Linked DNA regions of Mus musculus: regions 1, 2 and 3 are each linked to region 4. A link is a contact called in public Hi-C, promoter capture Hi-C and targeted proximity ligation data. All regions are on one chromosome and are shown on one strand. The core of a region is the stretch at or near the end of the contact, and the rest is flanking DNA. Distances in the headings are between cores, read along the strand shown.

Evidence for each region. Promoter capture Hi-C pulls out the DNA fragments that hold promoters and counts their contacts. A called contact is a pair of places that touch in the nucleus more often than the background predicts.
Region 1: a promoter capture Hi-C map of hippocampal neurons shows a contact between it and region 4, with 2.9 times the contacts expected there. A contact is called at or near these places in 2 of 39 promoter capture datasets (the C10 cell line and hippocampal neurons) and 1 of 130 datasets of targeted methods (large pre-B cells).
Region 2: a targeted proximity ligation map of astrocytes shows a contact between it and region 4, with 2.4 times the contacts expected there. A contact is called at or near these places in 2 of 39 promoter capture datasets (the 3T3-L1 cell line and the HPC-7 cell line), 2 of 484 Hi-C or Micro-C datasets (cortical neurons and embryonic fibroblasts) and 3 of 130 datasets of targeted methods (astrocytes, pro-B cells and stem cell-derived neural progenitor cells).
Region 3: a contact with region 4 is called in a Hi-C map of CD8 T cells, with 2.8 times the contacts expected there. A contact is called at or near these places in 6 of 39 promoter capture datasets (the 3T3-L1 cell line, the C10 cell line, the HPC-7 cell line and 2 more), 4 of 484 Hi-C or Micro-C datasets (CD4 T cells, CD8 T cells, cortical neurons and 1 more) and 4 of 130 datasets of targeted methods (astrocytes, large pre-B cells, pro-B cells and 1 more).

What each region holds. Positions count from the first base shown.
Region 1 is chr19:36,685,146-36,691,191 of GRCm38.p6, forward strand. It overlaps Hectd2os (Hectd2, opposite strand), which reads right to left and starts at 4,334. Exons shown (of 5, transcript NR_033510.1): 1 at 4,094-4,334; 2 at 382-522.
Region 2 is chr19:36,901,521-36,907,034 of GRCm38.p6, forward strand. No RefSeq gene overlaps it. Among named protein-coding and RNA genes, the nearest start is that of Fgfbp3, 15 kb to the right of the region's middle.
Region 3 is chr19:36,923,257-36,928,717 of GRCm38.p6, forward strand. It overlaps Btaf1 (B-TFIID TATA-box binding protein associated factor 1), which reads left to right and starts at 2,823. Exons shown (of 38, transcript NM_001080706.1): 1 at 2,823-3,145. The coding sequence starts at 3,132.
Region 4 is chr19:36,082,465-36,087,727 of GRCm38.p6, forward strand. It overlaps Rpp30 (ribonuclease P/MRP 30 subunit), which reads left to right and starts at 1,252. Exons shown (of 11, transcript NM_019428.3): 1 at 1,252-1,354; 2 at 2,602-2,657; 3 at 4,495-4,551; 4 at 4,860-4,934. The coding sequence starts at 1,273.

The DNA of each region.
Region 1 (6,046 bases), core at 3,084-5,583, 610 kb after region 4:
TGAGGAGGAGAGTTCAAAAACCAACAAAATCCTATTTCAGCTGTCTGGGACCTGCATGCAATGCTGGAGCTCCAGCAGCCATCTTGGACTTAGGAGGGAAGCTGCACACAGGAAATATGGGTCAGACTTGTGGAAGGCGTCTGTTCCTGATGAGTACACTAAACAGCTACAACTCATACTCTGATAAAAATAAAATCTTATAAACGAGGATTCTTATTTTGCATTTTCTGTCTCACGAAATAACTCTTATCCTACAACCACAAAGCTCAAGGCCAAATCTCAGGCTTTCCCCGTGAGATCTTCCTGTGGGAACTTCCACAAATTTTCTACAAAAGCACAATCAAATTGCCAATCAATAATACCAAGTACACCATCACTTACCCTAACCCCGGCGGCAAACGCAGGGATGGCTCCAGCTACTCCACAGAGCTGTCCCAACACTGATAAATTTAATCCTGCTTAGCATGTTCATGGGGTTGCTCTCAGTGATCAGTTAGTAGGCTAAAACCCAAATCGGTCATTCTAAACAGGAAGAAAATTTCATTAGCATTTTTCATTTGTAAATGGAAGTAAAAATAGTTTCCTTTGCATACGATTGAAGGTCTGCTTTGTTAACTTTATTAAATACCGTTTTTTAAAAAGACAGTTCCAGCCTTATCTAATTGAAGTAATACATCTAAACCTTTCATACATTGGAACATAGGTAGTGTGGACTAGATGAAGCACCGACTGCTAATAATTATTAATAGCTTCTTACTGCCCTGAGTAACCTTCTACCGGAGCTAGCACACTGGTTCATCTGTGGCTTGGTATGATTCATTGCCCGTCATCTTCTGTGGAATAAATATAAGAAAAGCAGTGAGAGTCAGTGAGCCATGGAAGCAGATTAGTCTTCAGCCAGAGTGATCCAGTTTCTGGGAGTGACAGAACCAGCCCTTACTGATCGGGTACTGGAGAAGGCCCCTGAGCTTCACAGCAATCCTCAAGAGCCTCCTCGTTCTCCCGTCAGAATCTCAAGAGAAGCCTCCCCTCACACCAACAGTGATGAGCGGTCCGCCCGTGTCCCTGGTGGTCTGACGTCACTTCATATGCTTCTGTACTGCCGTACATTCGTTCATCCCAACTCATCATCATTCAGTGTACATACATTGGCGTGTTTCCACTGTCAGCCTAAGTGTGTGAGTGGTCTTTTAGCTTCTAAGGGTTCCTTCAAGCTGTTACTCTCCAGAGACAATATGGTCCTCGTTCCAAACTAGTAAGGAAAGCCATGATTCTGTGTTCGTTCCAGAGACCCATCCAAGTTGAAGAATAAGCTAGTGGGGGGGGGGGGGGAGCTCACAGCTTTGAGATCTGGTCCAAGCAAATCTACATCAGACTTCTAAACCCTGAGCTTCACTTCATCTTCTGTGAGTAGGAGATATCAGATCCCATTATCTTTTTTCCTTCATCCATAAACAAATAACTCTTGAACTCCTAGTGTTTATATGCCGGTCACTGGGATCCACAGTGACAGGGGATGAGAAAGGTCTCTACCCATTGAGCTTATGCTGGAGTCATGGAGAAAACAGAGAGTAACTTTGGTGATGAAGATGAGCGTGGAGAATGAGACAGGACCTTCGTGGGTGAAGAGGAACCACTTTTGACAAGAATGGCCTTTGAGAGGTAGCCATCAGTTTGAGAACTGACAAAGAGAAAGAGCCAGCCGCCATTCTCCAGGAAGATAGCAGAAGAAATTTGTTACAAGGGTGTAGAATTTTCGTTGAGGAAATAGTCAGGGCTGTAACGTGGGGGCATTGAGTGGCCCACAAGGAGGGGACGTGCTGTTTTGTACTGTGATGACATAGAGCCTTTCCTAGGCCTGTCTGTCATGGGACACAATTTGACTCCTTCTCTACAAACATTATTGAGTGCCTACTGCATGCATCCGAGCTCAGCACTCCTAAGGCTAATCGGTGCTCAGAGCCAAGTGTCTGGAGGCCAAGAGCAGTGTATCCTGACCCTTCAGGGCAGCAATGACAATGACAAATAGAGTGGGATTTGGATGCTCTCCCCTGACTATAAGAGGAAACAGACGTCTGAGAACGTCTCATGTTCGAAAGCTTAGGTTTCACCAACTGTGCAGTTTCTAGACGCTGTTCGCTCACACGGAGCGGGCAGGGATCTGGATTTAAAGATTGCCCTACTGGACTTCCAGGCAACCCATTTGTCAGCCAGCCTAGATCTCAAAGCCCAGCATACATGGGCAGCTTCACATACCTGGCAGCATCTGCACAGGGTGGACTAGCCTGACAGGCACATTAGAGTAACGGGGACAACCTAAAAGGCTGAGGCGGCAGTCAAAATACCTAGGTGACAATCCCAGCCAAGTCTCTGGGACTCAAGACTCTGATAACTCTTCAGGCACAATCCTGCCAAGGGAGGGCTAAGCATGGTGGGCACTGCTCACCCAAAGCATCCCTGGAACCCTCAGGGAAAGCACCCCCATCAAGCCACCACCTAAGGCCTAGAAGCTTTCCATCTCAAGGCAGCTGATTTCAAGTTGTTGTTCCGTGTACCTAGCAACTCAGCTGGAGTTGAGCAGCTAAATCGGAATCTTGGTCCTATGTGTTCTTCCCTTTTGGTACACTCGGGAGGAGGTAGAGATTGTTTCTCACCTCATCCAATGAGACAAGAAAGTGCTTGGTGAACATTAAGCAGCTATGGAGAGTTGGGAGTCAGGGAGACTCCTTGCACAGTCCTTAGCAGATCTCCGCTGTCTGCATAGTCTCTTGCCCTGAACCTTGATACATCTATTCTCCACTCCAGGACTATTGTGAAGAATACTTACCTGTCACATGACCGCAGCTATCCCTGGAGTAGTAGTATAGCTCCCCCACCCCCACCCCACCCCCGCTGACTACCTTAACCCTGAACAGCAACCATCTTTTTCTCAGCCTCAACAAGAAGTCTTGGCTCTAGGCCAGCGGACTGGGACGAGTGTGTGGAAAATGTGAGGCGCTTTTCCTTCTTGGGAAGAAAGCCAAAAATGGAGTTCTCTGGAATTCTATAAATTATGCGCCCAGAGAAGATTGAAGTTTACAAAGGAAAAAGGAAGAAACTCCCCCACTATTTGCTTAGTGAGCTGGGTCAGCCCAACTAGTGCCAAAACCCACGTACTTGGCCCATGTTGCTATGTTTGCAAAACAGGCCCATGTTCCAAGAGAGACCAGAGGCCTATACACAGCCAGCCAGATCTCTCTTCAGGCTGCTCTCTGGCCTACTTCAAAGTCCCTTGGATCCCCAAAGTCTGTAGCTTTGTTTCTTGGGCCTGGAAGGCTGAAGCTCAGAGAGGTGGAGCACAGGAGATCTTTCTGCACATTGGCTAGGCTTCACTCTTCCCTGTTCTTCCAAGTTCCCCAGCCTCCCTCCTCCACTTCCTCCTCCTCCCCCTCATCTCTTCCCTCCCTCCTCCTCTGCCTCCTCCTCCACTGTATAAACTCCAAGAGTCAGGATGGCTGATCAGCCTATATCACCTCGAAGAAACCTTCCCTGGTCCTGAGATAGGGTCAGTGCTCTTTCCCAAGGGCCCCACAACACCTTGTCTGTGTCACATGGTATTACTAATCTGGCCATAGTTAGTCTTCCATAGTCATCTCAAAAGCAGAGACTCTCTTGCTGTGGCATCCTCAAGTCACTCTCTCAGTAAAAGAGTCAGTAAGTACCCTTTCTGGCCTCCTATGAGCCACCCTGGGACCTGTTCCCAATTCAGATAGAGAATTTCTCCCAGAAAGAGAAAGGCATACTGGCAGTTGTGCTGTGTTATGTTGTGTTGTGTTATTCTGTTGGGTTGTGCTCCGCCCTGTCTGTCTAGCCCAGTCTCCCATATATCTCAGCCACATGGAAGCAAACTCCAAGCTTTTTCTCACTAGCCTGTCCACTGCTTTTCTCACCATCTCCTTGGTGCCCCCAACCTCTCACCCTTCCTAGGCAACCTTTGAAGAAACAGTCCAACTTCTTCCACACAGAAACCGACCTAACCCTCCCACCCATTCCTCCCCTCCCACTGAGTAGAAACCTGTTGTCACAGACCCATGAACCCCTTTGCCATGCTTACCTCTGACCTCCTCACACTGACTCCGAAGGTCAACCCCAGATCTCAGCTACAGGAGCAGCCCCTGCCTTCATCATCCCCACCCCTAGTCCCTAATGCAGTGCTTGGCACGCTATCACAGCTGTCAGGAAGAGCTTGCTGAGTTAATTCATTCACTAGCACGCAGAAGATAATAATAGCATTCGATGTCACCGGCAGAGTGAGTGCAAAGATTCCAGCAGAAGCTATGCACAAAGAGGAAGAGACCATAGCTGTAGGCTGCAGTGACTTGTGAGGGGGAGGAGAGAGAGATGTAATGGAGGGACAAGATAATTAGCAACAAGACAGAAGGATGGAGGACAGCCTAGGGCAGCAGGGGAAATGAGAAAAAATACAATCTATATCCATATATTCTACCCTGGAAAGGGATAGGAGAGGGACCCTGAAAGAGTTAGTGGGTTAGTGGGAAAGAAAAAGTGTGGATTTGATCAAAATAAAGTCCATTGATACATGATGGAAAAATAACACTAAAACAAAAACTTGGGAAAACCCAACCATGCCTTTAAATCAAGTCAGATCCAGGTCTATTCTGGCTTAAAATGCCAGTGTCATCTCAGTGTTTATGAAAATCCTGGAACATTTTATCCAACCCTGTGAGGCCCATGCATGCATCCCAGCTCTCAAACTCTGGAAAAGGGGAAACTGAGTCCCACGGTAACTTTTATAGGAACGTTATTTTTTTAATAAGCAGATTTATGTACTATTTTTGCTACAAACTTACCTGCCTTTGGTTTGAAATCCTTAGTACACCTTTCCAGAGCTGCTTTCTCATGCAAACAAAGCCCCAGGGGCCTCTGTTGTATAACACAGGCGAGGCTTTTGTTTGTTTGCGTTTCCCCCACAGTGACCCATTTTTAAACTGCCCTATTTAATGCTGTAGGAACCTATTCTGGGATTGTTTATCTTCTAAATTGTTATGGAACCTTAATGTTATACTCTTCAAATGAGATCCACTGAGAACCAGGAGAAGAAGGGGGACTTGTTTTTCCTTTTGCTAGCTGCTGTGGCCCAGCTTCAGGCCCATCCCTGGGCCACGGGTCATCTGGAAACATTTCTGCCTACACAGAACATATGGTCTGAGAAAAGAAGGGGGGTGTACTCAATAGCAGGTAATTATTTTGAGCCAGGCACTGCCCTGATTACTGAATCTTACTTTCTCCCAAGATCATAAGCAGTAAATATTGTTACTTTCACCTTATAATCAAGAAAACTGTGGCTGAGAGACCAAGGGCTCACCCAGGTCTAGCCACAGGTCAGAATAGGAACCATCCCCCCCACTGTGCTGTACAAAAAAATGGGAGGAGCCACACAGTAAAGGGAAACCACTTCTGATTGCCAGGAGAGAGGTGACCTCAGTTCCCTAACACATCCCTTGCTTCCACTGGGCATGGCGGTTGTAACCGATGTGGTCCAAGCATTTTCCTACAATCCTATTCCCTATAACAACCCGCGGGGAGGTGATTCAAGTCCACCTTGCAGTGAGGGGTCTTTAGAAATGCCCAGAGAGAGTAATTAATCCATGCTGGGTCCCATAGAGGCAGAATTAATGTTTCAACTTCTTCTGGGTTTGTGCAAAGCCTTCTCCAACTCTCCTATACCCTTAAAAGAAGCAATGGGCATGAAGCTATTCAGTTGATCACTATAGTTCTGGGAGGATCATGAAGAAAGAACCTCACAGACAGTACTCAGCAGAGAAGGGCTGGTCCTGAGGTAGGAAGCCATCAACCAAGGAGTACGCATGGCTCCAGCTGCATATGTAGCAAAGAATGGCCTTGTCGTGCATCAATGAGAGGAGAGGTCCTTGGTCCTATGAAGGCTCAATAGATGCCCCAGTGTAGGGGAATCAAGGGTGGGGAGGTAGGAGTGAGTAGGTGGATAGAGGAACGCCCCCATAGAAGCAGGGGGAGGGAGGATGGG
Region 2 (5,514 bases), core at 1,576-4,075, 820 kb after region 4:
CCGGATTCGGTTTCTTTGTCTCAGCTACCACCACACTCCTCCCCACTTTTTGAGACAAAGTTGCACTACCTAGCTCTGGCTGGCTGGCTTGGAACTTACTATGGACACCAAGCTTTGGGTTCACTGAGACTTGGACTCACAGAGGTGCATGTGTCTCTGCCTCCACCAAGCCCTACATTCCCCAATTTCTATTGTACATTGGAGTCTTTTTCTTTTTCTTTTTTTTAAATACAGATACCAGACTCTCAGCATTCAGTTTACACTGTAGTGTGACCAGTGCTGTGAGGGTTTTGGTTTTGGTTTTGGTTTTTGGTTTTTGGTTTTTGGTTTTGTTTGTTTGTTTGGTTGGTTGGTTGGTTTTTCGAGACAGGGTTTCTCTGTAGTCCTGGCTGTCCTGGAATTCACTCTGTAGACCAGGCTGGTCTCGAACTCGGAAATGTACCTACCTCTGCCTCCCAAGTGCTGAGATTAAAGGCATGTGCCACCACTGCCCTGCAGTGCTGAGTTTTAAGAAATCCCCAAGTGTTTTATTCATTTATTTTGTTTTAAATATTTATTTATTTATTTTATGTATATGAATACACTGTAGCTGTCATCAGACACAAGAGCGCATCAAATCCCATTACAGATATTGTGAGCCACCATGTGGTTGCTGGGAATTGAACTCTGGAACTTTGGAAGAGCAGTTAATGCTCTTAACTGCTAAGCCATCTCTCCAGCGCCATCCCACCCCCCCAAGCCCCAAATGTCTTATGACCACAATGTTGGGAGACCACTGGCCTAACTTCTATACTTTCTTTGACCTTTTTTAGATTTATTTTGTTTGTATGCATGAGTGCCTGTCTGATGCTCTTGAAGACCCCCAAAAAGGATTAGATCCCCCGAAACTGGAGTTACAGGTGCTTGTGAGCCCTACCTCAATGTGGGTGATGATTTCCAACCAGGATCTTCTGCAAGAGCAACTTGCAACTTCTGCAAGTGCTCCCTACTGCTGAGCCATCTCTCCAGCCCTCACTCCCCTCTTTTTAGACAGGGTCTCACTACATATTGATAGCTGGCTTTGAACTCACAAAAATCTGCCTGCCTCTGCCATCCAATATGCTGCGGTTAAAGGTAAATGCCACCACAACGTGCTACTTTTGTGCTCAATCTGTTTCTCTCCCCCTTCTTCTCCTTTTAAATATTTTTTTAAGATTTCTTTTTATTTTATGTGTACAAGTGTTTGCCTCCATGTGTATATGCACAACATACACGCCTGGTGTCCTGGAAAGCCGAAAGAGGGCGTGGGATCCCCTGGGATTGGAGTTACAGATTGTTTGGAGCCAATATTGTTGAGGTCTGCCACCCTAACCCCCAGCAAAACTGTAGCCATGTTGTTCCATGCCTGCCAGCTATTTCATATTGTTGCTGTAAAATGCCTCCAAGTCATTGCCACAGAAATACAACTTGACTCAGAGCAGGGTCTCTGTTATGTTCTGTAAAAGGTTTGTTAATCTTAAGAAAGTCCACAAAGCTTTACGTAGGACCCATCAAGTTAAAGGTCAGTATGAACTGTTATGAGTCAGAGCTGACCACTAGGCAGCACTTCCTGCACCTGCGTATGAACTCATTGTGGGTTTGGTTTTTTTTTTTTTGTTGTTGTTTTTTTTTTTTTTTTTTTGAGGGGGGTTGTTTTTTTCCTTTATAAGCTGACAGAGAAAGATGTTCGTTGTCATAGCTTCAGCTCACGAAGTCTGAACTATGTTCCTGGTCTGATCAGTATTAGGGTGTGTGCTCAGTAAACCATCCCTGACTGAGACTGGCGTTCATGTAACCACATGCGGAGCAACTTATGGATCTCAACAATGTTCATGCTAGAAACCAAACAAACCTCTGTCCTCTGCAATAGCAACGAGTTTTCTTAATCATTGAGCCATCGCTCCAGCACCCACGTATAAGTTTTTGGAAGGAACTGTGCAGGGATGGAATTTCCCCCTCCCACCTGTTCCCCGGCTTCCAAAACCTTGACTCCTTAAGACTTCTCTGTCCAGGGTACCTACAGCATCCTGAACTCATCCTTCGGGAATACTGGGAATAAAGGTATTATGTGCTTTTCTTCAGGGTACTAGGCGGTCAGTCCCTAGTCACCCTTAAATCATTACAGACTCCCTGAGTATCACTGCTTGAAGTGACAGATTTGAGCTGTGTTTGGGCATTTCATTCTGCTCATCTTGCATGCTAATTTACTTTCTCTAGTTAAATGGATGGACTTAATCGAACTTTCTCTGTTATGATCGGATGCTAAAGGGAAGTTAGTCTAAAACCTCCTGATGGGTCAACTCCGAAGCCCTTAAAAGGAAACACTATTTTGTTTTACCAAATATCTCAGGGAATGTTGCCAGCGCAGGCTTATTAATAAAAAGGTCACAGAGCAGGCTCAGAGATTGGACCTCGGTTTTCTGGATTGTTCTTTTCATTTAGGTTGCCACAGATTAAAACCCGATTTCCTCATATATGTTTATATTTTGCAAAACATGACGTATAAAATTAAACAATGGCGACTCCTTTTTGTCCCGTAAACATGGACTTGATGAAAAGGCACACCACCTTTTGCAGCTGTGCCATGCTTTATTTCCAAAATGCAGACAAAGAAATTCACCAAACACCAGCGAGTTACATTTCGGAAGCTGTCAGAATGCGAGACGGGACGACCTGGCCTGCAGTACCACGGTAACTGTCCCCGATCTTGGCCCCACGTTTCTAATTGCAGCGACGCCCGTAGACTTCTTAATGTCCCTGCTTTGTAAGCCCACAGGGTCGCCTGAATGGCGGCGAAGGTAACGTGACCGTGCGGCGCCAGGGCGGCCGGGGAGGGGTGCGGGCTTGGCCAGTGGGAGGGTGGGACATGAAGAGGCGAAATCACCCCACTGGCATCAGACCACCCGACCCTTTGAGCGACGGAATGTGGGCCGAGCAGAGGCCCCTGGCCCACGATTAACCCTGTGCTCGCCGGGGCGGGGAGCGGGAGGGGAGTCAAGTTAGGGGGAAAAGGCGCTCCAGACACCTGACCCGCCCTGCTGGGACGAGTCGCGTTCGCCCTCCCTGGCTCGTGCATAGGACTTTATTGGTATATCTGTTTCTAGAGCCTCACTGTTTGGTCACCCTAATTCCATTTTCTAGAACCACAAGGTCTCACCGCAATTTAAATAATTTAGGAAACAGGAAATCGTGGAGCTGGGCTTCTCTCACTGGAAGATACGGCCCAACCTGGAGCCTAAAACGGCTGTCCTGTCGGGGGTGGGGGGTGGGGGCACATTTGTGATTCCGACCCTTGAGAAGCGGAGGCAGGAGGATTGTGATGCTAAAAAGATCACTGGGAAGTTTCCCCATCCAGAAGACTTTGAGAAACAGTTTCTCACAAAGTGAAAACAGATTGCGGGGTGGGGGTGGGGTGGAGAGATGGCCCAGTGCTCTTCCAGAGATCCTGAGTTCAATTCCCAGCAAATAGATGGTGGTTCACGACTATCTATAATGGGGTCTGATGCCCTTTTCTGGCACGCAAGTAGGTCACTCATACATAAGTCTTTTTTTTGTTTTTGGTTTTTTTTTTTTGTTTGTTTGTTTTTGGTTTTGTTTGTTTTTTTCGAGACAGGGTTCCTCTGTGCAGCCCTGGCTGTCCTGGAACTCACTTTGTAGACCAGGCTGGCCTCGAACTCAGAAATCTGCCTGCCTCTGCCTCCCGAGTGCTGAAATAAAGGCCTGAGCCACCACGCCATGACATCTGTCTCAAACCAGGTATGCCTGTAATCCTAGCACCCAGGAGGTCGAGGTAGGAGTAATAGTAAATAAGGGCCAGCCTCAGCTACACAGTGTGGTGGAGGCTATCCTGGACTATATAACACTTTATCTCAAACATGTGTGTGTGTGTGTGTGTGTGTAAGTACAGTGAATTGGAGGTTGGAGGCTATCCTGGACTACATGACACTTTGTGTCACACACACACACACACACACACACACACACATATGTATATTCATGTATATGTATGTACATATAATAAAATATTTCTTTCAAATTAAGTAAAAAAAATGAATAAATATAAAAGAAGATATGCAAGAAAAGGCTTTGTAACTTATGACTGGCTCTTTTTAAATGTTCTATTAGGCAGGGCAGTGGTGGCGCTCGCCTTTAATCCCAGTACTCGGGAGGCAGAGGCAGGCAGATTTCTGAGTTCGAGGCCAGCCTGGTCTACAGAGTGAGTTCCAGGACAGCCAGGGCTATACAGAGAAACCCTGTCTCGAAAAAAACAAAACAAAACAAAAAAAAGTTTAAATGTTCTACTAATAAAAGTTTTGAGACCCAGTCACAGGAGCAAGGATTCTGAGAGTCTGTCCGGTCCACACTGGAGAGCAGAGCAGGAACTCTGGGGGATTCCCATCCCAGGGGAGAGCGCAGTCCTCCTATGTTGGGTGTGGTTTCCAGTATGTCTGACCCTCTTCAGTGCTTAACTAACTCCTGCGAAGAGGATGCTGTACAAAGTAGAAGGCATGAGACAAAAAGTTACAGAAAGCTGCGCATCCCTGAATCTCGGGAGGGTATCATAAACTCCCACGAAGAGATGGACTGCACAGAAGGCCAGAAGGGAAGACCTCTGCCTGAGCTTACTCTGGAGGAAGTCCCAGAAATCACCGGCACATCCTCAAAAAAACAAAACAATGTTAGCGTACAAGCGATTCAGCCTCGGCCTGAGGTCAGAAGAGACCTAGCAATTGCTTAAGTCATGGCCTGCTGCTGTGGTTGCCAGGCTAGCTCTTTCCCTCCCTGCCCCACCCTCTCTATCGTGGGCAGCTCCTTGCTCATTCTCTGCGTGTGCCCTCTTTTTCTCCCTCTCCCCCTTTTCTCTGCCCTCATGGCTCTGCTCCCATCTGTCTGTCTGTCTACATGTCCACTTGTCTGCCTCTATCCCTTCTCCAGGTCCTCGCTCCTCTCTCCTTCCCCCAGGTCTGTTGCATGGTGTTATTATTTTAGGGCACACTTTGGCATGGGCCCACCAAAGGTATCCCCCAGCCTCTTATATTTCATAACAACCATTCGTCACAAAACTGCAGCTATATTCATGTTAGCCAAGATCCAGAACCAATAACCTAGGTGCTCATGAAGAAAATATAAGATATACACACACTAACTTTATTCAGCAATTTAAAAAAAAAAAAAATAGCGGGGCTGATAAGATGGCTCAGTGGGTAAGAGTACCCGACTGCTCTTCCGAAGGTCCGCAGTTCAAATCCCAGCAACCACATGGTGGCTCACAACGATCCGTAACGAGATCTGATGCCCTCTTCTGGAGTGTCTGAAGACAGCTACAATGTACTTACATATAAATAAATAACTCTTAAAAAAAATAGCTAGGTGTTGTAGCATATGCCTTTAATTCCAGCACTTGGAGGCAGAGGCAGGGAGATCTCTGGGAGTTCCAGGCTAGCCTCGTCTACAGAGATAGTCCTGGGCTTTGTTACACTATCTCGACAAAAATAA
Region 3 (5,461 bases), core at 1,573-4,072, 840 kb after region 4:
TGTCTCCAGTCCAGCGGTTCCCTCTAACTCACTGCTGTCCCTTCTAATATCTGATGGCAAGGCTGCAGGTACTGGGTCTGGCCAGGCCCATGTTCCTTAGCTCTGGGTAGCCAAATAGAGGGGCGTTCACACCCCTTACTAAGCACAAGCACCTTAGTCTTAACCCCTCCAACCACCATCACAGATCCCAAAGCACAATCTCTGGTAATCTGTCAAGCACTTGAGCCTGGCCAAGGTCCTGGCTTTGTAAGGGGGCAGCTCCCTCGCATTGAGAGGTCTTATAGGCAGGGACCATTGGTTCCAAGAACTTCAAGAGGTGGCTCTGGCTCAGGGACTGAGTGGAGCTGGTATCAAATCAGGGGAGTAAGGCAGAGTGTGTTTCTACAGCCACTATAAACTGGGGATATACATGGATCCTCAAGAAATGTATAGGTCTAGTAGTCAGTGCCATGCTTCTCAAAGTCAGCATGCCATAGAATTATAAATGTATTTCATTATAGAACACTGACCTAGAAGCTGGTGGGATCTGGTATCATAAGTGCTATAATGCACTAGATTTCTTTTCAATTCCATTATGTGTAACTTCAGACAACCATACTGTCAAAAATTGTGAACTAGTGTTATTTTCCCCACTCCACAGTTGAGGAATTAAGATACAGAAATTAAGTAACTCGTTCAAGGCTATGCTGTTAACAAAAGGAGTCATCAGAAATGGAGGTTTAGCTCAGAGTCGCACTGTGCCTAGCATGAGCCAGTCCCTGGACTCATCGGCTTAATGAGTAGGGTTGAGTGCTTATTCGGCAGTCATTTGGTTCAGTGCTGTGTGTTCCCATCTAGTCCCTACCAACTCCATCAGCACCATTATTTTCTTCACTTCCCAGATGTAGAAATGAAACTTAGTGATATTATAAAAGTTCTTTGGACACATAGTTGTTATGTGTTATGAGAAAGGACTTAAAAATGAGCCAGTTCAGCCAGGGTGGTGGTGGTGGTGGTGGCACACCACACTTTTAAATCCAGCACACACGAGGCAGAGGCAGGAGGTCAGGGCCAGGTTGGTCTACAGAGGGAGTGCCAGGACAGGCAGGGCTACACAGAGTAATTCTGTCTTTAAAAAACAAAAACCAAACCAACACAAAATGAAATCAAAGTCAGTAGTTAAGAGCACATGACTGGTCCAGAGTGCCTGAGTTCAATTCTCTCAGGAAGCTCCAACCACCTGTAACTTCAGCTCCAGGAATTTTAGATAGTCTCTGGCCCCCTGGCCTCTGTAGGCAGAAGCTACACACATACACATTTTTTAAAAATCTATTGCCTTTGGGGAAAAAAACCAAGTTGATAACAATAGGCCTTTCCTCTCTTCAAAGCTTTAGACTATATATATATGTATATATATATATATGTGTGTGTGTGTGTGTATACATACATATATATGTGTGTGTGTATATATGTGTATATATATATATATATATATACATATATATAGTTTTATTTATATGAGTACACTGTCCCTCTCCTCAGACACACCAGAAGAGAGCATCAGATCCCATTACAAATGGTTGTGAGCCACCATGTAGTTGCTGGGAATTGAACTCAGGACCTCTGGAAGAACAGCCAGCATTCTTAACTGTTGAGCCATCTCTCCAGCCCTGGACCTATATTTTTTGATACTAGGGAAAACATATAGAAAATGTAAACTAGATCATTTCTCTTGCTCAAAACACTCTTCTATACTTCGTATAGAACCCAAATCCTGGGCTTCTAGCCCCACCGTGGAAAAACATCACACTACTTTATAGCTTTGCCTTGTAATGTAAGGGGTAATGTTAGTCACCTGTGCAATACTTTAGCAAGTACTTAGTTCATCTTTTCCTATACAGATCTATTTTACAGTTCACCAAGTTCTTGTGAACTTTCCTGGGTTCATGACATCCCTCCCCACCTTCCACAACCTTTTACAGTGCTTCTCATCATACAGATGACAAGCAGACTCAAAGCCTGAGACATAACTTCTAAATAGGTAACAAGAAGCTAGTGGGCATGTTTTATAAGGAAGGGCGACAGGACAGGTGCTTTTGATGATTAATCTGTCAGTGGCCTATAAACTGGGCTTGCCGAAACTAGAGAAATACTAGTTTGACTACTGGCATTAAAAACAAATTCTAAGGCTATGGTAGTTTACAGAGGAGTGTTTGGCAGTGGAGGGACGGAAGGAGGAAAAGACGGGAAGAAGGGTGATAGGCCTAGGCAAAATCATTAGCAGTCCCTTCACCATTTATGCAGAACTTAATGGTAAATAATAGTAAACACACACTTGAGCCTCCTCCCACCCTCTTCCTCGCGGAACCACACTGCAAATTCTTGGCCCGGAGATTGCTTTGTAGCCCAGACTGACCCCCAATTTCACAATCTGCTGCCTCAGCCTCCCAGGTGCTAGGATTATAGGCCTGCACCACCCTAGCCAGCCCTCGGCAGTGTTTCCTTCTTGACTTCATCCCGCCCACAGCATCGCGACCTGGGCCGGAGTCTCCTTTCTCCAGTTTGTTCCTGTTTGGAAGCCGCCTAGCTGGGTAGTAGGGTCAGGATGGAGAGAGCACTTAGAGACCGAGGTTTGGAACTTTCGGAACTTTAGCTAGGTGATCTTTATCGCTCTCTGGAAGATCAAGACCTCTTTCCGTTTCTCCCATTAATCTTAAAGACTGGGAGCCGGGCTCCCGATCCACGCTGCCAACCCGCTCCCACTGCCGCGGGGCGCTGCTACATTCCGCTCGCCGGCAGGGAGTGGGGATGGGGGGGGGGGGAAAACGTGCCGGTGACGTCACTTCCGGCGTGCAGACGCTAAGTCCGGCGTGCCGGCGTCTGCGTCAGCAGAGAGCGGGGCTGGGGGCACCCGGTTTGAAGTGGTGCGGGTCAGAGCGGCGCCGCCTCCGCCCGTGTGTGGGACCCTGGTCGCTGCGGAGACGAGCTCCGGTGGCCGGCACATGCCGGAAGGCCCGTGCGGGCCGCTCCACGCCGCGCCGCCTGCCGCCCTGCGCCCGGCGGCCTGGGCCTGCGCCGCTCTGCTCGGGAAACGAACGCCGGAGCGGCGCGGCGTGTAGCTCCCTGAGAGTTCCGAACCGCCGGCGCCGGCCATGGCGGTCTCCAGGTGGGTGTCGCCGCCCGTCAGCTAACGGGGAGCGCGCGCGGGCGGGCGGGCGAGGCTGTCGGTCGGCTCCCGGCGCGACGGTGCGGGGCGTGAGCGCTGCTTCTCGTTCGCTCGCCCAGACTTCCGAGGCTTCCCTCGGCTGGCAGGCGCTTTGGGCTCGGGTTACCCGGAGAAGTCGGCTCACGAAGCGCTTTTTCTCCTGGTTAAATGTGACTCGGCGCGTTCGATCTGGCTTTTTTTTTTTTTTCTTTTTTCCTTTTTTCTTTTTTCTTCACCACGTTGCTCCTCTTTGGTTTCTCTTCCCTCTTTGAATTTCTAGGCGAGTTTCTTTTCTTTTTCTTTCGTAGTATCAAAGTCTGTTCCCAAACCACCATTTCACGGCAAAACTTGGTAGTAACTGTCGATGGAGGCGGGGGTTGAAACACTGTTATCTAAGAGACCATCTGGTTATGCTAAATTTTAAAAAAAATTTACAGCGTAACGGGTATAGTCTTGCTCACTTTTTTCTTGAGGTCTAATTCCTCCTTTTTGTTAAGCAGTAAGTATTCTGTCAATCAGCGTGTGGTCTTAAGCAGATGACTATTTTAGCATCTTTCCCCAAGCGTTATCACAGATCTTAAATTATTGTAAAATTTTGCCCACGTGGAAGAGTCTGGGAAAATTATGGAAAGACGTATAAACATTTAACTTGTGTAGCTTCTGATGATAGAATGAGTTGAAAACTTGGAAATGATTTTGGTGTCCCGCTGACGTTTAAGTCGTCGGGATGGTCTCTCCGTGTTTAGTCATTAAGAGTTACCAAAGTCCTTTAGGGATGATGAGATAATGAGAATTGAGTCCTTTCACCAAATGGACTGAGGGAGATAAATGACGAAAATAAACAGCTTTCACTAATTTTTCGAAATTAGTTGAACACATTCCTTTATGCACACTCTTATAAGGAAGGAGTAACCCAAGTCACACACTCCCTAGGTAACTGATGAAATAGTGTGTGGGAGAATCCCATGGGAGCTGAGTGAAGGGAGTTGCTAGGTACTGGTAGTAGGGACAGCTAATTTTTATTTCATAAGCAGACTTAGTGGGAGAAAGACTCTTATTTCAGCACCTATGAAACTGCTTTAAGAGAATACAAGTGGCATTTATTTCTGCAAGTACAGATAGATTTATCTTATAATTTATCTTCCATGTAAATGCATAAATATATACACCAGAAATATGTTGGTACATGAGCATGAGATTTAAAGTCTCTTTTCTGTCTTCTCTTTCTTCTTTGAGACAAGGGGCTCATGTAGCCCAGGCTAGCCTCGAACTCAGAAGGAGCTTTGGTTCTGGGATTAGAGATGTGGTGTTACCTGGCCTTCTCAGGGTTTTTTAATTTAAGGGAATTAGTACTTCCTTTCGTGAAGTAGGTTTATATTTGTACAATGTTGGAAAGCGTTATAGAGGCAAAATGATAGTGCTTTAAAAAAATTGATCTTTTTCGCTTAGCACTAATCTATAGATCCAACTTTTGAAAGAAAGAGTGGGCTTTAAAGGCTTTTGGTCCTCATGATCTGCTTTCAAAGAGAACTGCTGTTTGTTGTTCCTGTTTTTTTTTTTTTTTTTTTAAAACTCACTGCCATAATTAAAGCCAGCCACATTTTATAGAAGCTTCTTCCATGCTTAGTTTAGTAATCTAAATGTAAGCGAAGGCTTTGGATGCCTTGCTTGGGAGGAGGTATTGGACTTTTAAAAATATTTGTGGATTCAGTTTGAAAAACAAACTTTGTAGTTTCAGGTCTGATGTCATGCACTAAGCATAAGTCTGTGCTGAGTAAGCTCCATTTTTCTCTCGTTGCTATTGTGGAAGTGGGGATTCCTTTAAGTACTTTTATGTAAAATAGGCAGAATGTAGTTTGAGAAATGGAGATCGTGTGCCAGAATCAAATAAATACTTTTGCTCTGTTTATGTCAATGCCCATAACTGTAGAGAAACCTTATATTTTTAAGACCCCTTAACCTCACCCCACAAGGGTTACTCTGTGTAACCTTGGCTGTCCTGGAACTTGTTCTGGTTCTGTAGAGTACACTGGCTTTGAATTTAGAGATCCACCTGCCTCTGCCTCCTGAATGATGGGATTAAAGGTATGTGCCACCACTGCCCAGCATTTTAAGATTTTATAAACATTGGTACTGTTGCTCCTTCTTCTGTCCGGAAATCTGGAGTAGTCTTCCTGTCTTTTTCATTTCCTCTTATCTAGCCAGTCACTAGGTCCAATCCTGCCCCACCTTTCTAAGCTTCCTGCAGCCCCTCTTTCTGACTTTCTATAATTGACG
Region 4 (5,263 bases), core at 2-2,501:
AATACCACCTCTGCTACTGCCTCCTCCACCTCTTTCTCCTCCTTCTCTTCCTCCTCCTCTCCACCACCACCACCGCCATCATCATCATCTTTCAGAAATTTGTAGGAAATTAGTGATCATTACAGTAGTGTGGTCAGATGGAGAAGACTCCATATTCTTTGTGATTAGTACAGAAATTGAAAATGCTTCTAAACATTTCCATCACTTTGGTATAATCCCAACGGACAAGCTCATGAGAAGTGGACTTTTCTTATTTGAGAGACCAGCAGTTCAGAAGTCCTATTGAGTTGCACGAGGCTGGAGCTGCTTATTAGTAATGCGCAGAAGGGTTCGCATGCTAGGCAACTAAAGACTGAATGGAGAGGGGTAAAGGACTGGCCCTCTACATCAAGTAGATTAAAAATCGTGTTCTATGTTGTTGAATAATTGATCTGTCAATATTAAAGAGTTCATTTTTAAAAGGGTCATTTAAAAGTAGAAACATCAAATGATATGTGTATGTTTCTCATGAAAAACATTGTAAGACATGTTTTCATTTTTGCCCCTCCCAGTCAGTCCTCTGGCTAAAGGATGTGTTGGCGCTAAACCATCAGCTTTGAGAGCACTCTGCCATCTTGTGGTTGTAGTCTGTAACGGATTGTCTTAGCCCAAAGAGTTTAGATAATCTTAGCCACAGACCAAATACTTCAAAAAGGCCACTTTCAAAGAATGGAATGTACTGTGGAAATAGGAAAGAAAAATAACTTCCCATGTATCTTCATTTATTTGTTAGTTTAACTACTTTTGAGACTCTGTATTTCAGACTGGCCTGGTACTCTCGGTATAAAGAAGGTTGGCCTCAAACTCAGAGTTCTCTCTGCCTTCCCGGGTCTGGGATTAAAGGCGTGTATCACCACGCCCGGCTCCCCAGAGCTTTAAACAGGCTTCAAGACCTTAGAAATGTCTGCTTGACATCGGTATGCTCTATGGGTGCCTTTAAAATGAGTCACTTTGCATTGCTGTATGGTAGGAGCATGGGAGATTTGAGCCCCATCAGAGAGTACCAAAACATTCCCATTCAAATTATGAATAAGTAAGGCTATAGGTCCCAACACACTAACTTTGGCTGGATTCTAGGGAATAGGAAAGTCTCTGCAAGACGACCCAAGACGACTGAGAAAGAAAAACTACAAATCCCAGAAAGCTCAAGGAACAACCTAAAACTCCCAGCATGCCTGAGGGACAACACGGCGGCTGCGCAGACTGGCGCGCGGGTGCTCCTGGGATGTCAGCATGGCGGCGTTCGCAGATTTGGATTTAAGAGCGGGCTCAGACCTGAAGGCTCTGCGCGGACTCGTGGAGACTGCTGCTCACCGTGAGTCTACTGGCTTGGCTCTGTCCCCCACACCATCCAGCTTTGTTTGGTAGTTTTTTCAGGCCCCATTCCGGTCTCTCGTGTGATCTGCCTGACGTCCCTAAAGGCAGAGAATAGCTGCAGTATCACCCGGATCCCCTGGGTGAGAAACTCGGGCTCTTGACAAAGCTGTTGTTGTTTGTGTTTGCCCAGTCATTCGTGCAGAGGGAGAGAACGGAGGCCTAAGGGGTCGAGGCATTGGCATGGAGCCTGCGAGCTGATGAATGATAGGAACAGGGACTGGTCCCCTCAGCCAGTGCTTTTGGTATCAGCCCCTTTTGAGTCACACGGCATCTGTCAAATACAGAAAGCTGGGTCTCGGGCAGGAACTGCTGTGGGAGCTTAGAGAATGGGAAGGGCGTTACCTTATTTCTCTCGAGCATCTCAAGTGCCTTAAGGATGAACGTTGATCATGTGAGCTCTCACCTGGCATAGGGCCTGCCAAATAATAGATTCTCAAATCCCTTCGAGAGGAAGGAAAGTAGGGCGTTATTGGGCTGACTGGGAAGACGAAGGGCCGCTATTTTATCATTACCATGCATTATTCTTTTAATATTAATACACTATTATCCTGTCAGTATTTTAGGCAACTTAAAGACAAGAGTCGTGATTTAAATGTATTGGGGACAGGGCACTTGTCTGTTGTGATGGTAAGACAAGCCTGTAGTGTCCCTCGTCTGTTATTGTAGAGTACCTCAAAAGAGATGTGAGGGAGTCATCACTCCATTGCTCCGTAGGAAAGGGAGCAAATGTGAGGGGGATCGCAGAAGAAAGAAATGATAACAAAGGTGACAGAAAGACATAAAACTTGAGTCTTTAGCATTGTGTTAATATGAACCACAGCCTAAATATGTGCCTGGCTTCTAAATGTGGCAGCTAAATATGTGCACTCTTCTAAAATACTGGTGCTGTTTCACTTCATTTTCATGACACTTGAAAGTCCTGTCTGCTGTTAACATCATGGGACAGGTGAAGAACCTGAAACTTCACCTTAAGTCACAATAAACAGTAGGGCTCAGGATCTGCCTCCTACCCCACCCCCTTATTTTCCAGGTCTCGGAATTGAATCCAGGACTCTGTGTATGCCTAGCAAGCATCCTGACACTTAGCTACATCCCTATTGTCATGCCAGACTCTTGAATCTCTTATCAATATGATCATTGTGAACAAGAAAGTATATTTTTTAAATGATCTATTTTTCTTTTCAGTGGGATACTCAGTTGTTGCCATCAATCACATTGTTGACTTTAAGGAAAAGAAACGGGTAAAGTAGAATTTCTCATGTAACTGGTTGCTAAATACAAGTGTTTATAAATCCTTGTGTCTGTGTTGGGAATATGGATCTAGAGACAAGTGTACTAGTTAACTGTTCTTGTTGCTATGACCACATACCTGCAAAGCAACTTAAGGAAGGAGGAGTTTATTTTGCTTATCCTCTGACGGTATAGTCCATCATGGCAGTAGGAGCGTGAAGTGGCTGGTCACAGCTTCTCCTCAGTCATGAAGCAGAAAGAGACAAATGTTGGGGCTTCGCTCACCTCCTTCTTTAGTTAATTCGCTCAGGCTCCCAACCCGTGAAGTAGCACAGCTCCCGTTCAGGGTGGAAACACCATCATAGAAATAGACAGAGATGTGTTTCTGTGGTCATTCAAGGATCCTTCATCCTAAGCATGTTTCTCTTTTGCGGCAAGGTCTTATATGTCTCACTCTGGCCAAGGATGATGGCCTCCTGCCTCTGCCTTCCCAGTGCTGAGATTACAGGCTCATAGGGAAGGCCTTAGGGATTTTAGAAGGCATGTACCAACTGAGCTGTATCCTCAACCCTCAACTATATTTCTTAAAAACCCTGTGTTTCAGGGCCCCCAATGGAGGAACTAGAGAAAGTACCAAGGAGCTAAAGGGTTCTGCAACCCTATAGGTGGAACAACAATATGAACTAACCAGTACCCCCAGGGCTCGTGTCTCTAGCTGCATATGTAGCAGAAGATGGCCTAGTTGGCCATCATTGGAAAGAGAGGCCCCTTGGTCTTGCAAACTTTATATGCCTCAGTACAGGGGAACGCCAGGGCCAAGAAGTGGGAGTGGGTGGGTAGGGGAGTGGGGGAGGGTAGGGTATGGGGGACTTTTGGGATAGCATTTGAAATGTAAATGAAGAAAATACCTAATTAAAAAATTAGATATAAAAAAACCCCTGTGTTTATTTACTTTAGCAATTGAACATATACAAATGATTTTTGTTTTGTTTGTGAAAAATTCTAATGTAGTATAAGGATTCCTAATGTTGCGTTTATATTAACTAAGTTACTTTCAAAGATGTTTAAAAGTACATTGCCATTAAATGAACTGAAAGCATGTCATCTTGTTTACTGTGCCATGGTCTCATGAACTCATTGACTGATTTCTCTCCTTGATAGACTGTCAATATGTATATTTCTTTTTAGGCAAACAACTATATGTGTGTCATTTCTGTCTTTAAGATTTGCTTTTGGTTTTGAGGGTTGTTTTGTTTTTTCCTAATAGGGTTTCTCTGTGTAGCCCTGGCTGTCCTGGAACTCACTCTCTAGACCAGGCTGACCTTGAACTCAGAGATCCTCCTGTCTCTGAGTGCTGAAATTAAGAGCATGTAGGCATGTACCACCACCGTCTGACCTCTACTCCTAACCTCTGATGTTCTTAGCATCTGCTCTTAACTTCTGCTCTCTGGTTTCTTTCCTTAAAAAAGAAAGAGAATACCCTGGAGAGATGGCTCAGTGGTTTAGAGCACTGACTGCTCTTCCAGAGGTCCCGAGTTCAATTCCCAGCAACCACATGATGGCTCACAACCATCTGTAATGGGTCCTGTAGCCTTCCTCTAGTGTGTCTGAAAACAGCTACAGTCTACTCATATACATAAAATAAATAATTCTTTAAAAAAGAAAGAAAGAAAGAAAGAAAGAAAGAAAGAAAGAAAGAAAGAAAGAAAGAAAGAAAAACAAAAGCTATTGAATACTAGAAGTTAGCTTTCTTTGATCCACCCCCCTCCCCCGAGAGGCACTTAAAGTGTTTTGCTGTGCTTCATTCCTTATCATGTAACCAGAGCAGCTGTGTCTCATTTGTTGTAGGAAATTGAAAAGCCAATAGCAGTTTCTGAACTCTTCACAACTTTACCCATCGTACAGGTAGGCATTGTGTCTTTTAAGTCTGTTCATTCGATTCAAACATGCCCACCCTCACCTGGTGTTCTCTAACTTGAGCCTCTCCTGCCTCCTCCTGCCAGGCGGTTTCTTACTGCCCATCAGGTCATGCTGGGTACCCTTCCTTCTCCATCATGTGATACTGGATGAGCATAGTGTCTTCCCCTGCTGCTATAAATTCCTGTAGAACAAGCATACTTTGTAATTTTTACTATTTTCCACTGGTAAAAAAGACAATGACTCATTTGCACTTTATCTTTTTTAATAATGTTTTTTTGTTTGTTTGTTCATAGGGAAAATCAAGACCAATTAAAATTTTAACTAGATTGACAATTATAGTTACAGATCCAGCTCACTGTAATGTTTTGGTAAGTTTATTATTTTTTCTCCATTTGCCTCTTAAACTATATTAACCAATGTTAGATATTGTCGTATTCCATCTCACCCTAATCTTTCACCCCTGTATCCCTCAAATCCATGACACCTGCCTGTGTTCCTTGTATGTACAAGCTGCACAATATGTGACTCTTCCAAAAAGCTAACAGGTACCAACAGACAAAGAAGGAATATCCCATGGTTCCAGCATCCAGGGCTTGTACATTTGAATGTATTTTTTCATTCTTGTGTATATTATCAGGTTTAAGGTTTTCCTGTTAAACAGTAAATGTGTTTTACTGGTGTATCCACCTATCCTAGA